Linked DNA regions of Arachis hypogaea: region 2 is linked to region 1. Evidence: chromatin contacts called from public Hi-C data. All regions are on one chromosome and are shown on one strand. The core of a region is the stretch at or near the end of the contact, and the rest is flanking DNA. Distances in the headings are between cores, read along the strand shown. Region 1 holds the start of LOC112762542 (probable N-acetyltransferase HLS1). Region 2 holds the start of LOC140180540.

Evidence for each region. Hi-C and Micro-C count contacts between places; a contact is called where the count stands out from the background.
Region 2: a contact with region 1 is called in a Hi-C map of leaf, with 4 times the contacts expected there. The contact joins the promoter of LOC140180540 here to the promoter of LOC112762542 in region 1. A contact is called at or near these places in 4 of 8 Hi-C or Micro-C datasets (all in leaf).

Annotation. Positions count from the first base shown.
Region 1 is chr17:26,360,385-26,363,264 of arahy.Tifrunner.gnm2.J5K5, forward strand. LOC112762542 (probable N-acetyltransferase HLS1) reads left to right here and starts at 1,358. Exons shown (of 2, transcript XM_025808411.3): 1 at 1,358-1,802; 2 at 2,219-2,880. The coding sequence starts at 2,244.
Region 2 is chr17:26,696,884-26,699,763 of arahy.Tifrunner.gnm2.J5K5, forward strand. It overlaps LOC140180540, which reads right to left and starts at 1,403. Exons shown (of 1, transcript XM_072221763.1): 1 at 387-1,403. The coding sequence starts at 1,403. The coding sequence ends at 387.

The sequences.
Region 1 (2,880 bases), core at 108-2,607:
CGCACTTGTGTAATTATTTGTACTTGCATTCTATTAATTAATTCCTCTAATAATGAATTTGAGTTGATTGAATAATTAGTTTATTTATATATTTAAGTAAATATTGAAATTTTAAATTTTGTCTTGTATATAGTAACTCAATTGTTAATGACAAATTTTCACGTGTGATTTTAATTTGAGACGGATTAATTTTTAATACGTTAAGACTGAAAAATACTGTGAAAAATAAAAAAAATTAATTAATTTAGTTTGGACTGTAATGTAACAATAATATTAAATTTTAGTTTTTCCAAGTTCATGCTAATAAACTTTTGTAGAGAATCTCATCACCAATTGGGTATGGATTTAGGGCAAAGACAAAAAAGCATGTCCTTAGGCGTGCACCGTGGCGCACGTCCATTGAGCCTAAGCTTAATTAAACCTAACTTTATGATATAAAAATATTAAAATGTAAGATTTTATCTAAAGCTTAATCAAGCTATGCATTTATATAAGGGTGGTGTAGTGGACATACACCAAAAAGCTAGAGACAACAAAACACATTCTATTATTTATCAAAGTTTTGTCTTCTATTAATATTGAAGCATACGTTATAGATATCACACACTCATAAAGAACATTCCCCCAAGTTCTATTTCTATTGTCTATATCCTTTCAATTTTTTTAAATAAGAACATTGTTTGTTCGACACTAATTATAATACAAAAATTAAGATGTATTTTTAAACATTTTTTAGTATTTATGAAAATAAAAAAGAATACTCAATAAATACAAAAAGACAATTACCAAATTAATTATTATGATGAGATTTTTAATAAAGTACGTAGCCAAACAACCAAATATCTTATAGTAAAATAATCAAAATTTTTACTTCATAATAATCAAACTTATTCACAATCTATAATCAAACTTTAATAAACACTAAAAATTAGTCGTCACTATATTCTTATACTTTTTTTTCGTATATTTAATTTTTTTTTATCAAAGATAGGAGACTCGAACCCGTAACCTCTTAATTGAGTATAAGAAGACTATGCCATTTGAGTTATAACTGATTGGCTTTCGTATATTTGATTATAAATATAACTTTTTATTATATTATTTATGAAATTTAATTTTATTTGATTATATTTATAAATTTAATTATAAATGTGAATACATGATATTTTTGTATTTAATATATATTCCTGCAAAATTAATAAGTAGATAATTTTTTTTGTCCGATATAATATGCCGTTGCATAAAAATATGTACATATTATATACTAAAATAAGTCTCATATTAAAATATAAAAAAATTGAAGTCATTCCTCTTCGATTGCATCAATTATTCCAACTTTTTTTTTTTACTATTTCAAGCCCCCTTGCATGTATATATATAAATATTTGTTCATTATGATGATGTATTATGCAAAGCATTCCTCATGTGGTAGTTGTACTACTACAGTACTACTTCTTAATTGCACTCTTTCACTCATCATGCCACTGCCACATGTTGATTATTTGCTCTCCCTTCTTTAGCTTTGAGCTTCCCCTTTTCACTTGTCCACTTGTTTTTCTTCATCATTCACCATAATAACACAACATATATATACCTCCTTCAAATAATAAGGGACACCCTTTTTCTTTTTCTTGAATATGGAATTCAAGGAATTCATAATCAGAAGCTATGAGGGTCAATCTGATAGAGCCCAGGTTGAAGATCTTGAAAGAAGGTGCAAGGTAGGTCCATCAGAAACCATGCTAGACTCCATGGGTGACCCCATCAGTAGGATCCGGAACAGCCCCATGTACATCATGCTGGTATATAAACTATACACTATACATTATATTATTCTCTCCGTTTTGAGATAACTGTTAACATGTAACTGTATTGATTAGTATAGTGTATATACAAAAATTCTATGTGCACACTAAAATTAGCTATCAAAATTAGTCGTTATGTATTTGTGTATAAATATACGTGTAATTTAATTTAATTTTAATATGTATTTTGTATTTTAATATGTATTATACACTGATGACTGATCTTAACGATTGATTTTGATGTACAAGTAACATGACTAATATATATAATTATATGTCATTAATAACTTCCTAATTAATCGTATTGAACCATTTTCTCACTCTCTTTTCTCTTTAATTCAATGGAAAAAAGCAATTTTTTCCTTCATTAATTCGTTTTTTGATCATCATGTGTTGTACTATTACACTCACAGGCCAATTTGGTGATAGGTGGCAGAGATGGACAATGAATTGGTTGGTTTCATTCAAGGCTCTATAAAAGTGGTAACACTAGAGTGTCATCCGCCAAAGGGTATTGCAAAGGTTGGCTATGTCCTAGGCCTAAGGGTAGCCCCACAAACTAGGAGAAAAGGCATTGGTTCAAGCCTAATCCAAAGGCTAGAAGAATGGTTCAATTCCAATGATGTGGACTATGCATACGTGGCCACAGAGAAAGAAAACCATGCATCAATAAGCCTCTTCATGAACAAATTTGGTTACACCAAGTTTAGGACCCCAGCTATACTTGTGAACCCTGTCAACAATCACCACTCATTTAGAATCTCTTCCAACATTGACATTGCTAAAGTCAACATTGACAAAGCTGAGTCTCTTTATAGAAGATTCATGGGGACCACTGAATTTTTCCCTAGTGACATTCAAAATGTGCTTAGGAATAAGCTTAGTTTGGGAACATGGGTAGCTACTTTCAAATGGGAAAATGCAAGTTTTGGGCTTAATGGGCCTAATATTGGACAAGTCCCCAAATCTTGGGCCATGCTTAGTGTATGGAAAAGTGGGGATATTTTCAAGTTAAGCATTGGGAGAGCTCCAAATTCTTGCCTGTTTTTTACAAAGACTTGGAGCTTAGTGGACA
Region 2 (2,880 bases), core at 153-2,652, 340 kb after region 1:
ATCGTCTTCAAACACTTGTTGTCCTGAATAGTGAAGTAATTAAAACCAATAGTGATAGTGATTGTGGAGTTAGCAAGAAAGGCTGAAACTGAAAGTAAATTGACACGAAACTCAGGGACATAAAGCACATTTTGGAGAGATAAATGCTTATTGAGAGTAACTGAACCTATGAAATTGGCAGAGAAAATGTCACCATTAGGTGGAGAGACAGAAAAAGTTTTTGAAGTGTGTATTGAGGTGAACAGAGATAAATCACAAGCAATGTGAATGGTGGCATCACTATCCAAAATCCAAGAATTATGAGGTAAATTTGACCTTAACATGGATGCGTTGAGAACGATACCTGCTGGAGTTGAAACTTCTGTTGATTAATTTGATGAAATATCTTAGATCTTGTGATCATTCAGCAAGGTTAGGAGCTGTTGAACTTGTGTTGGAGCTAAATTTGGGCTGATTTGTGCATCTGAAGTGGATTGAGATGTGGAGACATGATGAATCGAAGGCTTCATGTTCCTTCCTTTGCCAAAATTTGGAGGGTAACCGTGAATTTTGTAACATTTGTCGATAGTGTGCCCAAGAATTCCACAGTGCGAGCAAAGGGGTCTATCTTTCTTCACCATGCCTCTGCCGCGACCTTGAGATTGTGGTGGTTGCTGATTTCTCGCCAGAAAGGCTACTTGATTCTGGGAAGCAAAATTGAGTGAAGCTCCTATTATTGCCCTATGTTTTTCTTCTTGTGTTACAAGAGAAAGGACTTTATTAATTGTGGGAAGAGGTTCCAAGAGCAAGATTTTCCCGCGAATCTGTGAAAAAGATTCATCCAATCCCATGAGGAAACAGTGGATATACCCAGCTTGAAGAAACTCTTGCATGGCGCGTGCATCACCGCAATTGCATTGCACCGGGCGATATGAGTTTAATTCTTCCCAAAGAACCTTGATTCTTGTGAAGTATTGTGACACAGACATGGCACCATGTCGAAGATTCATCAAGTCGCGCTTCAATTCAAACACGCGAGGGCCATTTCCATGTTGAAAACGCTCCTTAAAATTGTTCCACAATTTTGCTGCAGAATCTGTGTATACGAGAGAGGTAGCAATTTCTTTTGTAACAGAATTCAAAATCCATGTGCTTATTACATCATTCACGCACTGCCAGTTCTCAAATTTCTCTGGTTCAGTAATTGGATCTGGTTTAGGCACCGATCCAGTGATGAAACCAAGCTTTCGTTTAGAATTTAGGGCTTTCTGCATCGCGCGACTCCAAGAATGATAGTTGTCCTCAACGAGTTGTTGAGTGACCAAGATCAGACCGGGTTGATCAGCGGGAGAGAGGTTATAAGGATCCACAGCCATTGATGAAGTTGAAGAAACTGCAGATGAAGATGAGGCTGGTTGTGCCATGGTTGGTGGAATTAGAGAAAGCACAAAATGACGCTTCTTTCCAAGTCTCGTTGATTGAAATCACTGTTTCTACCAAGAACAGAGGTGAAATACGCACATTCTCATCAAACTCAGTTATATGAGTCAAGGAAAGAGGAAGAGAGAAGAGGGAAAGAAGGAGAAGAAGAAAGGAGAGAAGAGTGGAAGGTTCAAGAAAAAATTGCTTCTGATACCATGTTGAATACTGTGAATAGTGAGAGAGTGAACTTAGTTGTTATTGATTGTGAAAGATTCCAAATTGACTCAATTGTATATATATGCATACAAGGTGATGGTCTAACTAACAAACTCTGTATCTAGTCTAACTAATTAATATAACTAATTCAGATCCTAACTATGTTAAGTTATAACCAAAGTTGCGAGAACCGGATCGGTCAATAAACCGGTGAGGTCACTGGTTCAATGGTTCATTGGTTCGACCGGGGTTCAATCGGGGTTCAACCGGTTTAATTAAATATTAAATAAAATTATTAAAAAATCTAAAAATAATTTTAAATATATAAATTCAATAATTTTTAACTTATTAAAACTTAAAATTTCACATAATAAATTATCCATTACTTAATATTAGAAGTTCACAAACAACTTCAAACATCAAAGTTTACCTCTAGATGAACCAGTTTGAGAATCTTGAACAGCATTATCTTGTGGCTATGGGTTACTTTGTGATTGTTCCATATGTAACAATCAGAAAATCAAAGACTAAAAAATAACTTCAGAAAACCATGAACAAATAAATAATTCAGCAACCAAAATCATGAAGCAACAAACAAATTCATGAAGCCAGCAAACAAACAACTAACCTCAGAAAATGAAAAATCAAAATCAAAATCGAACAAATAAAGCAGCAAACAAATTCATGAAGCAGCAAACAAATTCACGAAGCCAGCAAACAAACAACTAACCTCAGAAAATGAAAAATCAAAATCAAAATCGAACAAATAAAGCAGCAAACAAATTCATGAAGCAGCAAACAAATTCATGAACAAATAACCTCGGAATCATGAAGCCAGCAAACAAACAAATCATGAAGCCAGCAAACAAGCAAATAACCTCAGAAAATGAAAAATCAAAATCAAAATCGAACAAATAAAGCAGCAAACAAATTTATGAAGCAACAAACAAATTCATAAAGCCAGCAAACAAATTCATGAACAAATAACCTCAGAATCATGAAGCCAGCAAACAAACAAATAATGACGCCATCAAACAAAATCATGAACAGATAACAAATAAATCATATAATCAAGCACAAAAAATCAGAAGCAGCGAGGAGGACTAAGTGAATAACCAAACACGAACAGAGTCTTACCGGCGGCGACGACCAACGAGGAGGCGAGCTCGGCGACGACCAACGAGGAGGCGAGCTCGGCGACGACCAACGAGGAGGCGAGCTCGGTGACGAAACAGGACGCGGTGGTGGTTGCGGCTCTCAACG